2 separate regions of the Gossypium hirsutum genome follow, and region 2 is linked to region 1. Evidence: chromatin contacts called from public Hi-C data. All regions are on one chromosome and are shown on one strand. The core of a region is the stretch at or near the end of the contact, and the rest is flanking DNA. Distances in the headings are between cores, read along the strand shown.

Region 1 (6,140 bases), core at 271-2,770:
GAACTAACATTTGCAGAGATCAAATGAAAAATATTCATTAAGAAAAGGGTTATAGGGGGAAAAATACCAAACCAGGAATGGGAGATAAGAAGCTGAAAATATGCATAAGGCAGCCATCATCAAGGTTATTTATAAGAGTTGAAGAAGGAGAAGAAGACGTAATCTTTCTGGACTTTCTCTTCTCTAGCTCTTCCACCTTCATGGTCGGCCTTTGCCTTACGAAAATAATTTTTTTTCTAAGATATTAACTATGGTATGCAATGAACAATAAATCGACACGACAGTCAGACACAAGTTAGTACTTCGGTTGGTTCTTTGAGTTGAGTTGAACTGCTTAATTAAACCCAATCGGGATTTATAGGTCGAAATTTGGACAAAGATTTCAGGGTCTTAAACCTAACTTTTTTTAAAACTGCTTAGCCTAGCTAACATCAAATTCATAAGTTTGATACTCATTACCAGGCGACATTAGTCAATCAAGAACCAAAAAAAAAAAACAACAACCTATGCCTTTAGTTTCATAAGCCAAGGAAACAAAGAAATATATCAGAGACCCATAACAAATTTTGACAATCAAAGAGGACTATGAGAAGAGCTATGAAGTTTTATACAAGAAGAGTTATAAAGTTATGAGGAAGGAGAAATAGAAAACAGGAGCTTATCATAAAAAAAGAAAATGTACCGGAGATGAAGATGAAGGGCCAACGTGCTGTTGATTTGGGGAAAAATGTTGGAAGAATTCTGGAGCAAGGGAGAAGAAAGCAGACTATTTTGGGGATAAATTTTAAGCGTGTGGTGTTGAATAGCAATTCAGAGCCTCACCCCAGAATACCTATTACAGCATCTGAGGAATATGAGTGTAATAGCAAAGCTGTGGAATCAAGTAAATAGTGAACCAAACGGTGTAATAGCAAAAAATTACTGTAGCGCACGAAATTGCGCAGGAATGGAATAGCGATTCCATCCAACCAAACATGTTGTAATAGTTTGAAGAATTAATCAATAAGGATAAAACTCAAAATTAACTTTGGTTTAAAGTAAAACTTTATTTATTAATTTTAATTTGGAGTAATTTTATATATAAAATTATCAATATAGTGCCAATTTAAGTTTGCATATTACATACACAAATAATTATGTTGATCCAATATAAAAATAAATTGATGTAGTTATTTATTTAAATGTATACAATTGAATTAAACTTAAATGTTCATGTATACATTTGAACCATAATCAAAGTTTCATGTGTATAATTGCACCAAATCAAAGTTTAAGTATCAAATTGTACATTCGATCAAAATTCATGTATAATTTTAAAATTTATCCCTAATTATTATGTTTTGAAATTTAAGAACCAATTTAAAAATTGGTCTATAGTTTAAGGATGTTCAGTAAATCAACTCAATTTTAAACTGTTCAAATTTTATATGGGCCTTGAAAAAGCCTAAACCAGGCCCTTGTAACTCGGTAGCCCAACTCAGTTACACCCTACAAGTAGGGCAGCAAAAATGGCGGAAACCAAGCCACATAATTTAGTCCTTTAAAGCTGGAAGCCGCACTTCTATTATTTTACAACCTACAAACCGAAGTGTAAGTAACCCAGATTCTGAGAACGGCAAAAATGAGAGGGAAATCAATTCTCCGCCCATTTCTTACCCGTCGAGCTTTCAGTGGCCGCTCTGTTTCTTCTTCTTCTTCTCGGATTCTTTTAAATCAGAGTTACTTAATGTCAACCCCCCAGACAAATTCTTCAATCCCTAAAACCCCATTTCCAGTTTGGACCCCTGAAAACCTTAATCTCTCCCGATACTTCTCGGACTCTTCTCCTGATTTTTTCAAACCATCCTTCATGGAAACCGAACCGGTGCCGGGTAAATTCTATTCTTCATTTTCTATTTGTTAAAGTGTTTTTCTTTGAACATCGAAAAAGAAGAGGTTTTTTTTTTTAAATACACATAAATTTGGTTCTTTAATTTCAGTTCCAGAGAATGTTGTCCCCGTTAAGTCAGAAGAAGATTTTGATGCTGCACTTAGCAAAACTAAAGACGAATCTGTGCCGGCTGTTTTCTATTTCACTGCTACATGGTGTGCTCCATGTAAGTTTTTCTAACTTCTTCTTTCGAGTTTCTGATATCAAAGGCACTGGCTGTGTTTCACTATATTTGTTCTGTTCCATCTATATGTAGGCCGATTCATCGGTCCTGTCATGGACGAGTTAGCTCGGAGAACTCCTGAAGTAACAGTTTATAAGATGGATATCGATGAGGTCTAAATGATTTTTTTATTGAATTTATTACCTTCATAATTTACTGGTTGTGGTATATATTTTTAACAAAGGAACTTTAAACCAGAATGGTAATGTATTGTCGGGTCTAGATTTAGGTATTTCTTCCATAAGTTTTGAATTGCAAATATCTCCATTGAAGGGTCCAGTATGTATTATTTATGAATCATTCATTTTGAATTGCCTTCTTGGTGGTAAAGTGAATCTATTTATGATGATTTGTACAAGGATTTGTTATGGAAAGGCAATAAACTTAGTATGATTCTATTTCGTGTTTGAGATTGAAATGTTTGATAATACAAGGGCATATGATGTAGAGTTTGTTGTTAAACTTTCTTTGAAATAAGTTATTACTATCTTTTCAAGTCATTTTATTTGCTCATGTAAGTTCTGCAAAACTGTACCTGAGAAAATTTTTGAAATGTTTATTATTGCATTCATTCTTATTGATTTAATATTTTCTTGCTATGTCGAGCCATTTCTTATTTTTGTTTCATGAAGTACATGTTTCGGACACCTATGCCTGCCTCAGACTAATTCATGGGTACTAGGATATGATGCTTTAAGAACCATCCAAAATCCAAATACATGGAAAAACTTAGAAAGAAATGAACATACCTGTGCCATACATATATGTGTCCGAAACTCATCTGAGTCTGAGTAACAGTTTTATTGGGCTTTATTAATTTTAAATAGAAGCTAAACTCTTACCTCTTTTAGCTTTTGCATTTCAGAAACACTTTCTGACAATATGTTTTATATACGGGAATTAATGTTGTCAACATGTTGCAGGAAGGCCTTGCAAGAAAACTGAAAGAGCTAAATATTACAGCTGTGGTAAATGACATTTCTTTTAACTATTGGTTATTCAATACTTGAACTGCAAACCAGGCATTTGCTACCATTTATATATGGTGGCAAACATTTTTTGCTGTTACTTTCTTCTCTTGAATGATGAGAAACCAGTTAAGCATGATTTTTATATCTAGTTTTAGATTGAAATCTTAGTTTTGGGTTTTTAGTAATTTAAATTGGTTATGCTTGATATGATACTTATATAACATGTCTATGTGCAGTATAATTTTTGGTATAACAGTGGTCAATGTCAATTATAAGTTTCATTTTGATAACTTTTTGAAGTATTTTGGAATCTCAATTACCAAACTAGATTTTAAGTGCTTGTTATGTCTGCCATTGCAATTTTATTGTTAAAATAAGATAATTTTAGCTTGGCATATTAAGTTTCCAAGAGTCTTTTCCATTCTTTGTATGAACAGATTCTTTGTTCGATCACTAAATCTTCATCTTTGGATACAGCCAACTGTTCAATACTTTAAAGAAGGCAAACAGGAGGTAGAAGTTGTTGGTGGTGATGCTACACGCATAATTCAAACAATGAAGAAACTTTACAACATGTAATAATTCTTCCTCTCTACTTGCTTCTTTTGCTGCTTTCTTGAACACGAACTTATGCAGTTGATTTATATTAGATAATTAAAATGTTAGGTATAATGTTTACTAAATTATCCAGTTTCCATATTTTTTTTAAACTTAATATGTTTTTGTTCTGCCTTTTTTATTTGGTTAGTAGCTAAATAATGCTGCTCCAGCTCTTCATTTTTTCTTGAAGCATCTGTGTCTGACATCCATGTCTTGATGCATGTCCGGACATTGGTTTGGGGAGTGTAGTGATATGATCTTCCCTAAGCACTCCAAATATATGGAACTTTTTAAAAAAATTGAAATCACCTATGTCACTTACATCAGAATCCGAGTAACATAGATTAATATAACTGGAAGCCTTTTGAGAGTGTATTATTTTTTTATTCTAAGTGCATGCTGTTGTACATTTTATGCCAGTGCAAAAGATATTTGCATGTTTAGAAGATAAGGTCACAATTACGCTTTTTTGACCTTATCTCTGCCTTTATTAGTTCAGTTAAAGTATTTTCTCTGAACCTGTTCTTGTGTAGATTCTGAAGTAGAAATATTTTTAAATTTAGCCACTTGGTATGCATGGATCAACTTTATACAATAGTATATTATCTTTATCAAAACTTGTTTTATGCAGTTGATTTTGTTTTGGAGATGATGTTGACTGTGGGTTGAATGCCAAGAGGAAGCATAAATGCTGTCTGTTTTATGATATGGTTAGTTTCTGACCTCCATTGTTTTGTTTTCCAGGAGGGATCCGAAGACAGATGATTCAAAGCAAGATGCTACTTCAGGGGAAGAGGTAAACGAAAAAAACTGATGCTTGATGATGATTACGGAGCCTTCCTCAAGCTATCAAAGAAGGGAAATAAAGGGTCTTAGGATTTCCTTATGTGAAGCTGACTGTAAGACTTGGTTTCGGAGAGTGGTCTTCTCTCATCATTCTCACTATAGGTGAGCTTTACATATCGAGCACAGAGCTTGGTTGATTAAAATTATAACTTTAGGAGGAAAGTTAGGATCTTTTTATGGAATGTGCAGTTTGATTTGGCAATTTCTAAAATTCTAAAACGTAGACAATTTTTAAGGTAATGTGCAGGTTGATTTGGCATAGGAGTTGCCTTTCAAATTTGGGATTTCAATTTTTTTTTTGAGAGGGGGGGTGTGTAGATGCGACTATTGTCTTGGCAAAGTTATTTGAGTTCGATTAAAAAACTTGAATTCAATTCAGTCATTACTTCAACTCTTTTGAGTATCTTAATACACTATTGAGCTCTCGTGATATAAATCAAACAAGGAGTTCAAACTTGAGCATGAAAATGAGCTTAATTGAGCTAAAATTGGAGCTGAGCTTGAGTTTCTATTATAGTATTTGGCCAAGTGTAACTGAGTTTGGAGTCTTAAAAATCAAGTTGAGATTGAGCTTTTCATTGTTCAAATGTGGATCGATTCAATTACAGCCTTATTTCAAACCCTTAATGAAATTGATTACCCCATCTCTTTACACTTGAGAACATTATGTAAGAGGTTGTAAGGAGAAAAACCATAAACGCAACACGTAAAATTGGTGAGACATGGTGAAGTTACAAGCTTATAGAGACAAAATAATAATAATAAAAAAATCCCAGGTTTTTGGAGGGTCTAGATTCATTAATCTAAACCACTTTTGCTGTCGAATTTACACAAGATGATTTCGAATGCATGAGCGGAAACTTCCTATAACTCTAGAACATATATCATCACACAGGCATTTACAGTAGAGTTCCTACGGCACCAGTTTGACCCTGCATTTACCCTCGGTCATCTTTTCTTCCACCTGCAAAAACCCAGCAAAAAGAGTTGTTCTTTTATTTTGTTAGAATCACCATAATTTCATGATGGTAAAAAGGGTAATCAATTTATGATACAAGAAAATAACACAAACAATAAATGAATATACTTAAAATCTATTTGTAAAATGAATTATTAAGGTTTCAAATTTTATATAAATATAAAATATTTTAAGCACAAGTATGATACTATATGAACATGACAGATATATGAATTTTAGCTATATTATTGATTAATTACAGCAGGATAAAGTAGCATACAAGGTTAAACAGTTGCAAAGCTAAATTACCAGGTATGATGACTTGTGCCTTCTAAATTAACTTGGATGTTCATGTCATAATTGTGATTATTGGGTCTGCTATATATTTCTAATTTTGGTGATCAGGTTCAGGTGTAGGATCTTTTATATTTATCAAGCACACACCAAAAGAAACACTCCTTATTACATTTTATGGCACGCGCAATGAACATATATATTTTATATATACACACACACACTAGTGAAAAACAGGGAAATAAGGAATCTTACTGTTTAGAAGAGGCACTACTTACTGGACTCCTTAATACATCATAATGTCCATAACCATGATAG
Region 2 (6,094 bases), core at 221-2,720, 290 kb before region 1:
GAGAGAAAAAACTAAAACATTTAGAAAAGAAGTCAAATCTAAAAATTAGAGGAAGAAACTCTCTAATCACCTTTGAAATTTTTGGTTGCTTCTCTATTCAATATGCATGTATATTTCTGTTTTTTCAAAAGGGATCCCATTTACATCCTTTTCATTCGGTTTTATAGCCGAAAAATAAATAAATAAAATAAAAAGAAAATACAAACTCCTTTCTATAATTTGCTGTAATCTGTTGTCAATTGCTGCTTTCTCTTTTTTGTTTGTTAATCTGTTGCAGGTGTGGAAGCCGTAGTGCTGTTGACAAGGCCAGGCCGTTCGTGGGGTGATGTGGAACAACGGAGGTGCATGTGCGGCGCTGGTTTGCACTGGAAATCAGTTGCGGCGCAAACAGAAAAGAAACCCTAGGGTTTCTGTTTCTGAAAGAGTTTGGGTTATTGGGCTTATTACTGGGCTACTACAATTTGGGTTAATGGGTTCTGAAATTTGGGCTGTAAATGGACTGTTAATAAGTTTGGACTTTTTTTTTAATTATATTTGGTTTATTTTCTGTTAACGGGCCCGGGCAAAATGGGCCTATTACAATTATAAAATAAAAATTAATTAAAATTGCATAAATAAAAAAATCTTAAATAATATTGAAAAATTAAATTTAACACTTACCATTTTTATTTGTTCGACGAAGATGTGTTTATTATCAAGACGAATTAATTCTTTGGCCATTGTTAACATGATCAAATATTTTTTGATTTAAAAAAATATTCAAAAAAAATTTAAATAGAGTTTTTTTGCAAAAATTAAAAAGTGCTTTGAGAAGAATTTGAGAGAAATTTGAGAGAATATTGAAATGATTGAAGTGCAAAAGGATTGAAGTGTGAAAAAAATGAAAGGGGGTTTTATAATTTTTTTTATCGTTGGGGGTTCAAACGGTAAAAAAATAGCCGTTAAGGGGGTAAAACGGAAGCGCTTTGTGCTGACGTGGCAAAATGCTCCTCTAGGGACGTGTTTTACTAACATGTCGCTTGACATCGTGCTGACGTGGACGCGTTTTCGAGGAATTCAGCCATTTCCAGTAAATAATAAAAAAGTTGGCCAATTTCCGTAAATATTAAAAAAAGGTTTTTTCTTGTAAATTACCCCAACATTTTAGAGTAAAAAATGATAGATGAAACTTTTAAATACGGTTCTTGAATTTTTATGGTTGAGCTTTGGGGAAAGTCGATTTTTTTTTTTAAATTTGGTTTTTATGATGATTTTTATGTTTATCATTTGATATGTTTATAAGTTAAATTGATAAAATTTGTAAATATAAAAAGATAAATTTAAATGTATTATTATATCAATTAAAAAATATAATTATTTTTATTAAAAAATTAACAACGAATCATGAAAACAAAAAAAAATGGGGAAAAAAAATGAAAAGTTGGTATAGTTTGATAACTAAAAAAGGAGCACACTTGGATAACTAAAAATGAACCATTTTTCGGTTTTCTATCTTCAAATAAGTTATTCCTTCTCGAAGGTGATGTTTTATGGCAGGGTTCAATGCATATGGAGGATTGGCACCCAATTAATTATTTTAAAAAGAATAAAACACGCCGTTTGGGTCCGTAAAGGCTTCAAGCCTTCGCTCTCTTCTCGGTATCTCACGGTTTCTATTTTCTCAGGCTCTCTCTTTTTTTTTTTTTTTTGTATATCTCGCAACTGGGATCGTCGACTTTATCTCTCAATTCCTGTTACTAATTTTATTTTTCGTCTCTATCGGTAAGCCCTAGCCACTCTTAATTCTCTTAATTGCGTCGAGAGATCGAAAAGAAATCCGTGCATCGCTCGATTTTTCACCAATATTTCTAGGGTTTATTCTCTCCATCTTTTGCTTTAATTTCTACAATTATTTCCCCCTAAAATTTTCGAGCTACATACCGCGAAATCGAGAATCTGATACGTTTTTGTTTGGTTATTTAACTTTGCTTTACTGCTTTTATTTTATTGGTTAATTTCATATTGGTTATTACCCTAGAATCTGGGGTTAAATTCTCTCTCTCTCTCTCGATTTGGGCCTGAACGTGGTTACCTCAAGGGTCTAGGGTTTATAAGTAAACAAAATAGCGGGAATTTATTGAATTGGGAATTAGGTGTTTTTGAAATTTCTACATGGCTGCTGGGAGACATGGGGGATATAGTGATTCCGAGTTTAGAGACAGAGACTCTGATTTTGAGATGACAAGGCAGGAATTTCCTAATTCTAGGGAGTATGAGTTATCTAGGAATGGTGGCCGTGATGTTGCAAGGGCCCGATTATGGGAAGCTAGGGATAGAGCTAGGGCTAGACAGAAAGATATTAAAGAGAGGGACGTGATAAATGGTGGGTATTGTTCCTCTTCGAGTAGAAGTGATTCTGGTGGTAATAGTGGTGGTGGTGGTAGTCATGGCCTCAGGCGACGTGAATTCTCTCTTAGGGTGGTAGACAAGGAGCCTGGTGAGTTGTCTAGTGAGAGTGGATCAGAGGATGCAATTGAGTCTGAGTCGGTGGTTAAAGATAGTGAGGTTGAGAAGGTAATGGAGAATGGGGCTTTATCTCCTGTGGGGAGGAAGAGGAAGTTTTCACCTATTGTGTGGGATAGAAGTGACAAGGATGTAAGTATGTGCAAAAGTAAGAATTCACCTGTAGTTACAGTCGTTCATCATCCACCACCACGGCCAAAAGCTTACCACAAGTCACCTAACAGCATATCTGGTAAGGCTGTACAGACATCTTTTGTTATAAAAATAAAAGCCAGAAACCACATTCTCCTTCACCTGTTGTATTTGATGGACCTGTTGGATACTCTGCACTGCAGTCTCCAGAGGATTTGGATTTTTCACCACCAAAGGAGCATGTTAATTTTCAGGATGCTAGGCATCTAGAAGATGAGGATTATGTACCGGCTCGACATATATCTTCCTCTAGATGGGCAGCCGGTGATAACTCTCCAGGTGACGAGGGTGAAATTTTAGAAGATGAGGAAATCCCTAAAAGGAGAAAAAAGTTGCCCCTTTTAGAATTATCTCACCACAGATTACGGAAAATGTCAGCTACTCCAGAGCTTGGGGAACTGAAGAGGGAGGGCTCTGAGGGAATTAGAGCCAGATCATCTGAATCTGATGAACAAGGTGCCCGTTCCAAGTCCGGAAGTGGGGATGATTACCCTGGTAATGATTCAGAGAATGATGACTTGATGGTGATTGACATTAAACGTGATAGAAATGACGGCAGTCTTAGCCAGTCTGATACAGAATCTGAGAATGAGACTAATTCACGTGGGACACCTGAACCTTCAGCTCCTCCTTTAAGAAGTGTAAACATGCTTCAGGGATGCAGAAATGTTGACGAATTTGAGAGGCTAAACAAGATAGATGAAGGTACTTATGGTGTTGTATATAGAGCTAAGGACAAGAAAACTGGGGAAATTGTGGCGTTGAAGAAGGTAAAGATGGAGAAAGAAAGAGAAGGTTTTCCTTTGACCTCTCTGAGGGAAATAAATATTCTTCTTTCATTTCATCATCCATCAATTGTAGATGTTAAAGAAGTAGTTGTAGGGAGTAATCTTGATAGCATTTTTATGGTGATGGAATACATGGAACATGATCTGAAAGGGCTGATGGAGACAATGAAACAACCGTTTAGCCAAAGTGAAGTTAAATGCCTGATGCTTCAGCTGCTGGAGGGTGTCACGTATCTTCATGATAACTGGGTTCTCCATCGGGACTTGAAGACATCTAATCTTCTTTTAAATAACCAAGGTGAACTGAAGATTTGTGATTTTGGGTTGGCTCGTCAATATGGAAGCCCATTAAAACCATATACTCATTTGGTTGTTACTCTTTGGTACAGGTGAGTGGTGCATTATGTATGCCATTGATTGCTTTCCATAATGTCAGTTGTCATAGTTAAATCCTCATTTTTCTAATAAAATAATGTATCACAGATCTTTCATCTTTCATCTTTTTATTTTCATTTGTTGTTTGCAATTGGGTGTTTGGAAAGTAACTCTGAATTGCGTATTTGGGTTGGCAACTGTGGATTATTGGTAAAAACATCCCTGCTTGGTTAAATTTTGTTATGCTTATCTGATTCAAAGTTGAATACACATACCTCAATGTTTGTTATGTTTATGTTGACTGATAAATTATGATTTGAACTTCACTTTTTTTTTTGCTAAAAGAATGAACCCCATTTGCCGTTGATGCTTGCATGTATTGATGTAACTTTTAAGGCTTAAGTCTTTACTTTTGCGTTGCCATTTTGTCTCAAGTGTGCCTGATTAGTTATCTGAGCTTTTAGCTTTTTTGTGATCCAAGTAGTGCTGATTTTGCAGGGCCCCTGAGCTTCTTTTGGGAGCAAGACAATATTCCACTGCAATTGACATGTGGTCTTTGGGTTGTATTATGGCTGAACTACTATCAAAAGAACCACTTTTCAATGGGAAAACTGAATTTGATCAACTTGACAAGGTAAATTGAATTAGCTGGCCTTGGATTTCATTAATCATTACCATTAGACCCTACTCTGGCTGAAATGGTTCAAACTTAATCTTCCAATGGTGTTTAATGTTCTTGGATTAGTTATGTTGCTTTTTACTGATTGCAGATTTTCAGAACTCTTGGCACGCCAAATGAGACAATATGGCCTGGTTTTTCTATGTTGCCTGGAGTCAAAGTCAATTTTGTCAAGCATCAGTAAGTATTAGATCTTTTACAATTTGATTTTAGATTCAGTTGAGTGTAATATTCAGGTCTTCTTATTTTTCCTACTGTTTTCCCAGGCTTCCAGCTTTGGGTGATTCTGGACTGGCTTTCTGGCCTCCATTGGTGACAGTTCAGTGACACTGCATTTATTTTTGTTTGTATTAATTACTGATATTTTCCTTTCAGGTATAATCTATTGCGCAAGAAATTTCCAGCAACATCATTCACAGGAACACCTGTTCTCTCTGATGCAGGATTTGACTTACTGAATAAACTTCTAACTTATGACCCTGAGAAGGTAAATAGTTTGGCTTGCATAAATATTTTGGTTACCTTATCATTATTCATGTGGGTGATTAATTGAGCCTTTTGATATTGCTTTCAGCGTATTACAGCTGAAGCTGCTCTAAACCATGAGTGGTTTTGCGAAGTTCCTCTTCCCAAGACCAAAGCTTTCATGCCCACTTTCCCTGCTCAGCATGCTCAAGACAGGTATTGAGCGACAGAAACAAGAAAAATATCACACGTGCTATACTATTTAAGTAAATTTGTTTCAACTTATTGTTAAAGTAATAAATAAGGGCTTTTATTATCATGCTCAGGCGTATAAGAAGAATGTTGAAGAGTCCAGATCCTTTGGAAGAGCAATGCAGAAAGGAGTTGCAGCAAGGGGAATTTGGGACTGGTGGTTTGTTTGGCTGAGAGAAAGTTCATTCATTAGTGCCATTTAATGTTCATGTTTTAGTTTTTCACATTATTGTTAAATGGCCTTAATTGAGGTGAGGGACTTGCATTCAACGAAGTTGCAAGCTTTGCTTGTCAGACCATCATTCTTGCTGTTTCTTAGCAGGAATTGTTGATTTGGTTGGAGATAGTGTTTGCCTCTTCATGTGAACCAGATGTTTCACAGGTTAATTTGTTTTCCAGCTTTGATCTTCATATAGAATTGCTTCTGACACCGCTGGTATTGCAAGGTGTGGCATATCAGCCTTTCTTCTTTTAGAAATCAGTTTCAGCTGAAACTTGTGTAACATATTTTTATTAGAACAATGATGTAAACTCTCCCTTTATAGCTAGTTTTGAATATTAAAATAATATTGGATTTCTTCCTACTCTTTTCCATGTTTTAATATTTACATTGTGTTTGTAAGAGACGGTTGATGTGGAGGGGACGTTCTTTGCTTTTCATTGACGAAGATATTGATAGTAACCATTGTACACCAAAGGTAATTTATTAATCCAGTATCTCTGGAATGGCTTTATGGGGTTAGTTATATTGTCCATCCTTGAGGGATTTCCTCTGCAGTACACAAGAAAGTGGTGTCGTCTTATTTATATTATTGGTTTTTATTTTTCTCATTTTCGTATG

Evidence for each region. Hi-C and Micro-C count contacts between places; a contact is called where the count stands out from the background.
Region 2: a Hi-C map of leaf shows a contact between it and region 1, with 1.5 times the contacts expected there. The contact joins the promoter of LOC107886523 here to the promoter of LOC121219871 in region 1. A contact is called at or near these places in 3 of 34 Hi-C or Micro-C datasets (callus and leaf).

The regions. Positions count from the first base shown.
Region 1 is chrA03:92,836,031-92,842,170 of Gossypium_hirsutum_v2.1, reverse strand. It overlaps LOC121219871 (thioredoxin O1, mitochondrial), which reads left to right and starts at 1,520. Exons shown (of 6, transcript XM_041098452.1): 1 at 1,520-1,871; 2 at 1,980-2,096; 3 at 2,187-2,266; 4 at 3,077-3,121; 5 at 3,602-3,699; 6 at 4,469-4,961. The coding sequence starts at 1,622. The coding sequence ends at 4,538. It overlaps LOC121219873 (OVARIAN TUMOR DOMAIN-containing deubiquitinating enzyme 4), which reads right to left. Exons shown (of 6, transcript XM_041098472.1): 5 at 6,078-6,140; 6 at 5,258-5,534. The coding sequence ends at 5,519.
Region 2 is chrA03:93,127,935-93,134,028 of Gossypium_hirsutum_v2.1, reverse strand. LOC107886523 (cyclin-dependent kinase G-2) reads left to right here and starts at 1,470. Exons shown (of 7, transcript XM_016810514.2): 1 at 1,470-2,760; 2 at 2,763-3,871; 3 at 4,356-4,491; 4 at 4,628-4,716; 5 at 4,912-5,023; 6 at 5,111-5,217; 7 at 5,328-5,837. The coding sequence starts at 2,152. The coding sequence ends at 5,427.